Linked DNA regions of Ovis aries: region 2 is linked to region 1. The links are chromatin contacts, called in public Hi-C maps. All regions are on one chromosome and are shown on one strand. The core of a region is the stretch at or near the end of the contact, and the rest is flanking DNA. Distances in the headings are between cores, read along the strand shown. Region 1 has its middle 19 kb from the start of TRNAR-CCU. Region 2 holds the start of CLXN (calaxin).

Evidence for each region. A called contact is a pair of places that touch in the nucleus more often than the background predicts.
Region 2: a contact with region 1 is called in a Hi-C map of tail adipose tissue, with 1.8 times the contacts expected there. The contact joins the promoter of CLXN here to the enhancer-like site in region 1. A contact is called at or near these places in 2 of 16 Hi-C or Micro-C datasets (muscle and tail adipose tissue).

What each region holds. Positions count from the first base shown.
Region 1 is chr9:32,766,774-32,770,746 of ARS-UI_Ramb_v3.0, forward strand. No RefSeq gene overlaps it. Among named protein-coding and RNA genes, the nearest start is that of TRNAR-CCU, 19 kb to the right of the region's middle. Within about 2 kb of position 2,333, at least 35 of the 54 cell types and tissues checked have an H3K27ac peak or open chromatin away from gene starts, as enhancers often do. A contact at or near this core is called in tail adipose tissue, where this site is marked.
Region 2 is chr9:32,840,643-32,844,615 of ARS-UI_Ramb_v3.0, forward strand. It overlaps CLXN (calaxin), which reads right to left and starts at 2,113. Exons shown (of 8, transcript XR_006060825.2): 1 at 1,959-2,113. LOC105616018 (a long non-coding RNA gene) reads left to right here and starts at 2,300. Exons shown (of 3, transcript XR_006060827.1): 1 at 2,300-2,388.

The sequences.
Region 1 (3,973 bases), core at 1,083-3,582:
CGTCAAGAGCACAGCTTCGTGTTTAAAATCTTCAGTATGAGCCGTTACACACAATGACGTGGAATAGGATAGTGTGAGAGGGCAGAGGCCAAGGTCGCAGACTCCATCTCACCGACATTCGACATTCGCAAAGAGGGGAGCGCAATGCTTTAAATGAAGGGCTGAGCCCTCCGGAAAGGGGTGTTGGGTGGAGACAAAGGTAGGGTGACAGCGAGTTCCACACACAGACACACAGGGAGACACAACAGGAGCTGGCATGGGCTTCCAGCCACAGTGGGTGTCACGTTTGAGTCCTGAGATCAAAAGGGACGCAGTCATCCCTTGGGGACCACGGGCTGTGGGCAAAGCCAGCCGAGCTGGCAGGGCAGGCGGAGCCCAGCTCACAGATTCTCCCATAGGCTCTCCTGTAACCTTCCCGCTGATGGGTGTCAGAGCTCTGAGATAAGAAGGGAAAGTCCTACTGAATGAAGGATCTTTACTCCTTTGGTTTCCATCAAGGCACAGATAGAAGCAAGTTTCTTACTTTAACTTCTGGGGAAGTTTCTGGGTGCCCTGGGACACACACATGGGGGATGCTCTGAACTGAGGGGGAGAAGAACATGTTCTTCATGATTCTATGAGAATTCTTCATTTCTTGTCTAGTTTAATGTTATTTTAAAATAGTGCTTGTGGTTTAATCATTCTTTTTCTTGAGATCTTGCTACCAGATTTAAAAAATCTGCTGCTACGAGCCAAGATAATTTGCTCATGTAATTGTTTTTGAAACATATCTTATGCAAGACATTTTGTGCTGGTGAAGCTGAGCTGTGTATCTGCTGACTTGTGGCCAGGCACCAAGAAGGACCCCAGCTGATGAGCAAAGTTGCACCCTTGCCAGGGCTGGATCTCAGGCCATGTGGCCGTCCTCATGACTCAGAGGAGGTGGGACTCGAAGCTAGTGGGCGGAGGGGCTGGCGGCCTGCCGACTCTCCGCTGCTGAGATAAGCAGTTCCTCTCTGGCTGGCAACATGTGTCCCTAGTCCCCAGGGAGGGGGCCCAGCTTCCTCTCCAGCGGCCCCCCTCCTCCTGCCCCATTGCTTGAAGGCTGTTCCCTGGAAGAAGCGTTGTCCACCCTGGGCTTCTGCTGCGAAACACACTGGGGCTTCAATCTGGAGAAGGGACAAAGGGACTGAAGCCGGGGAGGCGCCTGCAGACCCATCTCAGTTTATGATACCCACGTTCTTGGAGCTGTGAATCCAGCAAAAGGCAGGGTGAGGGGGGAAGATATTTTAATCAGAATACCATCAGGTTGAAAACAATGTTCAGCAAGTGTGGCCACAGTGTGCTTGAAGTCCGTGGCTGGTAGGAACTTGTGAGGAAAAGAAACTGGTTCCTGTTTCTTTTTCTTATAACTCAGCAGCGAGGACCGTGTAGGCCGCTGGCGATCAGAAATAAATGTCTAACTTGGATTTTACACAATCGGGCCCTGCTCCACAGCACACCGCCTGCCCACTGGTTAGCCCGAGTCCTGCAAGCACAGCAGAGGGGTGCCGACCGGAGATGGCTTTGGGGTCCCTCCAGGGCCGCCCTGGGAACCTGCTGGCTTGCAGGACCCCTGGTTAGCCAGCAGTCTCTCTTGCTGCCTGTTCACTGTATTCCAGAACAAAAGCGCATCTAGTTTCTTTTTTTTCCTGGGGCATTTTATTCTTTTATTCCTTCTGCTTCCCCTCTTTCTTTCTCTTGTTTTTACAATCTCCTTGTAATGACTAATTGGCAGTGTTTCCCGGCTTTTTTTTATGTTTCTCTTGCTCTGGTTACAAGTCGTACTAACCCAGCAGTATCCACAGGGACCAATAGACAGCCAACATTCCCAGTGATATACTGCGCTCCCTGTTCTTTAAAGTGTAGCACATTTACAGGGAAATGCACACGGCGCGGGGGCCCACTCCCGGGGTCGCTGGCGTCGCGCTCGAGGTCCCTGCTCTCCGCCCCGTGGGTGCGCCCCTCCCCCACAGCCCCTCCCTTCGCGCCCCGTCCCTGTGCCTCCCCCAGCTCCCCCTTTCCGCTCACCCCCTCTCCTGCGACCTCTCCCCGAATGGCCCCTCCCCGCGCACTCCCCCATGCAACCGCCTCCTAGCGCCCCCTCCCCGCGCGCCCCCCTCCGAGCGCCCCTTCCCCGTGCGCCCCCGCGGTCCCTCCTCCGCGCGCCGCGGTCCCTCCTCCTCTCGCCGCCTCTGTGCGCCCGCGGGGCCGCCTCGGTGCCCGTTTACTGCGCGCGGCAGCCACTCTGGAGCCGGCGCACATCTGGATGGAGTCAGGCCCAGCGCCCGGGCCGGCGCCCAGCCAGTCCCCACCCGCTGGATTTCCTGATGTAAACAGAGCAAGAACACAGCAACTCTGCTGAATGTGTCACGCGGCGCTCTTTATCTGCTTGGGGTCAAGACGGCGACTTAGAAAAACAGAAGCGTTGCTTTGAATTTAAACAGCTAAGAGCCAGAGCCGAGACTGGTCTGCAGGGGGGAGGGCGAAGGCCTCCAGACCCACCTCCCGCTTTTGTGCCTACTTGTTCCACTTTATGGTAATTTGGGGGCTAATTTCATTATCTGCAGCCGAATTGGAAACAAGATGCTGTTTCTGCTAATGGTGCTGAAGGCGTGTGTGAGTTTCTGTGCAGTGGGTAGAACCTTCCACCCCGCCGCCCCCAGCCGCCCCCGCCGCTCTCAGAGCGCGTTCTGACGCTGATTCTCGCAGCCGGAAGCCTCCTGCCCTGTTTCTGAGAGGGCCGCATCGCTCTCTGTCACGGAGCGCCGGCCAGGAGCGCCTTTCCTTCCTGGGTTCCCAGAGGGGCCCAGGCCGGGGCTGGAGGGTAGACTTCCGACCCCGCTCGGCGGGGGGACGTGCTTCCTCGGCCGGTTCTGGCCCCGTCGTCTGCGCCCGGGCGCCTGGCTGGGCCCCCGTCTTTCCCTGGAGCTGGTGGTTCCTTCTCTTCTGGCAGGGAATAAGGGCTTAAGGATTTGGGGTTCTAAATATTCATTAGCTAGAAACCAGCCAGCTATAAACCACGACAAAGTCATTTTGAAAAGATGGTAAAGAGGGAAAATAGAAAATGATGGCGGAGCTTGTGTTGTCTTCACCAACAATTAACACGAAGTGTAGGTGGTTTCCACCTCAGTCCCAAACTGTTTCAGCCGGCGGGTCTGGAGATCTGGCCGGGGGCGTTGTCCTGGCCAGGGTTCCCTGGCCCCGAAGCCGGGACTTCTTTTTTTTTTTTTCAAAAGTCCTTAAGTGGAACTGAGAAGAAGCTGCGCTGGTCTGAGGGCAGGCTGACTGGGGCCGGTAGCGTTTCCGCAGAGCAGCTTCCTGGGGAGTTTTGTCTAAACGTTTGAGGTCAATGGGCCCAGGCGGTGGCTGGACGTCAGGGCGCTGGAATGTTGAGGAGCCTCGGATGCATCACAGTGCTTTGAATAGGCTACGAGGGCACTGTTTCCTCCCACAGACTGTATCTTGATGAATTTGCCAGAAATTGGGCCAAGACTCACAGAGAAGACCGAGGTCCAATTTGGCGAGTTGGCTGTTAGTGGCTATGCTTGGTGGTTTGGTTAAGAAGATGGAGCCAAAACCCAGAGTGAGAATGAGGTTCCTTTAGAGCTGCCAGAGGCAGACGTAAGGTTCGTCTGATTCGCCCCACCCTGTGCTCTCTTTACCCTTTGAAACGTTGATGGCAGGATTCGGCAGTGGCTTCCCTGTGATGGAGGGGTCCTGCCTTTCAGTGGTCTGGCTGCGAGTGCGGGACCTCTCAGTTTATTCATAAAACAATTGCTTCTTCCTTTTCACACATTAGATTTTTACCGAAGTTTCAGGGGACAGGCAGGAGGTTCCAAAGAGAAGAGACCAACATGGCCCCCTGCTTACTTACTTATTCCAGCCTCAGTTTGCTCATCTCTAACGGATAAGGAAATCTCCTTCTCCAGGTTAGCGGATTTTACGGTCGGTG
Region 2 (3,973 bases), core at 863-3,362, 74 kb after region 1:
TGTAATACACAATTTGTGTAATACATTGTGTGTGTTTAACCACAGTAAAAACTCTAAAAATAAAAAGTGATGTTAATGGTTAGAGAAGAGAGACTTGCATGAAAGATGATGCGATCTGTTCCTGTATATGAAATGCTAGCTGAGGGGGTGTTGATTAGCCATTTTCCCATCTCAGCTGAATAAAAATGAAAGAATATTAGCTTATTACCCAAAGTATCAAAGCTGAGTAATTTTTCCACAGGAAAAATTCTCTTGCTGAAATGTTTCTTAAATTCAAGAATACAATACTAAATGAAATTAGGGACATCGGAGAAGGGATTTTTCATCTTTTCAGATTGGTGTAAGTCTGCTCTGCAGATCAGATCTGCCAGGTGGTGGATTAACTAGACCACCACTTAAGATACTTTCTTCTCTGATTCTGCAAAATCTACTCACTTCATCCTGCTGGGAACATCACCTGGCAACTAAAAGGAAATCTGACTTTAGAAGAAAGGTCTTCTGTGTAAAGTTTCAAAATTATTACAACGTCTATGATTAGTTGCCTGGCCCGGGATTCTCACTGTTTCTACAGAATTTAATCATCAAGTTTCTTAAGACTTACTTTAAAAATTTTATGTGAAGGACAAAAATCAAAACTGTTGACTGGTTTTCTTGTCCCGTTTTCACTTATCTTTTAATATATTCACAGAATGTCTGCAATACATTTGCAAACACACTGGAAAAGGAACTAAATCAGATTCAGTGTTTGCCGTGTATAGTAGTTATTGCATTGTTCATTCAATATGTGACTAGATGTTTTAAGAAAATCTGGTCTTTTCCAACAAATGAAAGTATTTTAAGAAAAACAATAGGACAAAACTCTCAGATTATAGTAACCATAATAATAGATTATAGGACAACTTTCATTTTCAGAGTTTAAGATGCTTATACATACCATAACTTTTATTTGCAGCACCATCCTGACAGACTTTCCTACCTCTCATTATATAAGATACTAACTCTGATTAGAAGGCACTAGATTCCATAATCTTTAAAACTACATCAAAACATGTTTGCTCTTCTTTCTTTGCACCATGGGAATAGTCTTGGGATTATGGTTTCTTGTACTTTTTAAGAGGCCAGTAGTTTTGTAATAAGCACATAACTTATAAGCTGGATCATCAAATATTTATACCAGATCCATAGCTTCCTTGCCCAAGCACAGTTCTGTTTTTGAGTCTGAATACAATTATAAGGTTACCTGTGAAATTCTAGGACCACTTTTCAGAATATGTGTGAGATGGGAGTAGGGAGGTTATTAACATTAATATCTTTCATAGGTGTTCATCTTGTCACCTGCCAAGTCTCCTTCACTTTGCAGGAAAGTGGGGCCCCAGAGATGGGAACAGATACTGTATTGTGTGATTAGCTTTTTTGAGCTCCTTGGTTTCCAGGCACATTTCCTTGCCCTGAGATACAGGTTTCTGTACCGCTTTAACCCACCTTTCCTAAGGATGTTCAACCATTGATAACCACTTTCCCATAAGGTTCGCTTAGTAATGTCCAGAACTTGGACCTTGCCAGTTGGTTTGCTCTAAGAAGAGCTTTTTGTTGTGCTACTTCTCTTGATTCCAGTGGGTTTTTAGTGCTTGTTTTCCACCTAAATCTGAGGCTAGGGCCACATACGTCTTCAGGGTAATTAAATCACATTTCTTATAAGGTAAGGGGAAGTTAAGAGAAGGTTTGAGAAGCAAGCACGTGCATGCATGAGTGTAGAATTTGGTGCCTCGACACCTGGAAACGCTCCCTAAGATCCTGGGCTCTGTGGGTGTCCACCCAAAGTAGCTGATGCTAGTGTTCCCTTCCAGACTTCTCTTTAGGGTCAGGCGTGGAGGGACTCTGCAGACCAGACTCTAGCACCCGCAGGATAGGGCCTGACCCGGGAGTCTCTGCCCGCCCAGCCCTTGATTCTTACTTACAATGCTTGCAATTTTTAGTTAAGGAGTCCGTCAGCTTCTGCAGCTTCTTGCGGTTCATGTTGGGAGCTCAGGAAACCGGGAAGAGGCCGGTGTCCGGCGGCGGCTGCCAGGACGGTTGCGAGCCCTGGGTCTGGGGCTGCAGGCAGGTCTCCCCTGTGTGTGTATGCTGTCCTAACACGCGGCGTGGCCGGGGCAACGTCTGGGCGGCCGCCGATTGGCTGCTGGGCAGGAGAGGGCGCGGTCCTAACAGGCGGCGTGGTCATGGCAACCCTCGGGCGGCCGCTGATTGGTTGCTGGGTCTGAGCTCTCTCACTGGGCATCGGGCCAGGCGCCCTCCGACCGCTTTCCGACTGTGACATCGGCGAGTGACCATCCAGGTGTGTCTGGCTCGGATTCACAACCCCTTTGCTGTGCTGCACCGTAAGTCAAGGTCTGAATTTTGTTTTGCGCTCCGTGCGGGGATGTCTTGGGTGGTGAGCGTGACGCCAGGTCCTCAGGGAGGTCTGGGAACCTGGGGGATGCAGGAATGAGCAGGCGTGGATCCGGACGACAGCTGTGCAGGAAGGGAGGGTGAGGGGCTTGCTCTCAGGTTGCCAGTCCTTTTGCTCTGATGCCAGAAGGGAGTCTGCAGCAAGATATCTTCAAGGTTTTGATGATGTTACTGAGAGCAAGAGGAACTTGTAATAATTATTTATTTTTTTCCCTTCCCTGCTCATTCTTGAGGTAGGCGCGGAGGCTGTCAGTCGAATATGGGGAAAACCCCCTAGCAATTTTTTAAGCTGGATAGAGTCAACCTTCCAAATAAAGACATGCTGACAAAGGACAGTGGCTCTGGGGTACAACCTGAATTTGCTTTTCTGGAAGAATATCCCAGCAAAATGAATCTTTTACTTATTTGAAAGACAAGTTTTTTGACTGCAAACAAAGGCTAATTTTTACATCTTTACTCTGAGAGAAGTTTCTGCTTTTAACACAGATAAGACACCGTGTTTGAATTAAGACAGTAACAAGGGTTAGTTCAGCCAGAAGGAAAAGGTTGTACAATATTCTCCAACATGTCACTTGTTTCACTTCAGAAGCAGTAATTCTTTTTAATATGAATTATTTTATAGTGTGTGTACTATCATTGTGAAATGGAAAGCAGAAAAATTCTACCGACCATGAGTAACGATTCCAAATCAGGTCTCTGATTCTGTTTTCTTTTTTCATTTGTTATGGAATGGAAGACTGGGATGCTGTTTGAATCCAGAGTCAAGGATGCTTGAGGAAGGCAGGCACTGTGTTATCCTGAAGCAGATTCCTTGAGAACAGTAACTAATATGAAATGATAGTGATTGTGAGTTTTCCAGTTAATGGCTAACTGGTATTCCTATGCATAGTCTTGTCGGGCAGGTGTGGCATTTCTAATAGGATTGTAGGGAATGAATAGGGGTGGATGTATTCGGATACATTCACTGTGAGACCTTAGGGACTTGTCAGATGTCAGATATGGCAAATACTTAGTCCATAGAGATTGTTGGGGTGCTCATCGTAGAGACAAGCAGCTGAAAGAGTGGTAGTGGTTAATAGGAGAAGCTGCTGGCCCCTCTTGTGTCTACCAGGTGTGCTGAACAGACACCCTGCTGGCCCATCTGATGTGTCCACGCATCTCTGCACACTTCATGTGCCGGAAGCTTCTTAAGCACCTTTGGGGAGCAGATCAATTCTTCCTTCACAGCTTTCAGGCCTAGGTCCCACCATCCATGTTCCCTCAAAGTGGAAGAGCCGCTGGAAGGCAGTATGACAGAAGCCTGATTAGGAGTCAGAGCTGTCCTACCAGCAGAAATCCCGAACCTGCCAAGAAACCATGGTGAGGCGTCCTGCTCCCACCCTCGCTCCCAGGTCTTTCTTCTGTGTTATTCCTTTAGCCAGAACTTTACAAGCGTGTCATAGCATCTCCCTAGTATCTCAGAGGGTGGGTTGTGGAACTGGCCTCACACCCGTACAGTCTTGCAAACCTTTCTCAGGGAAAGCAG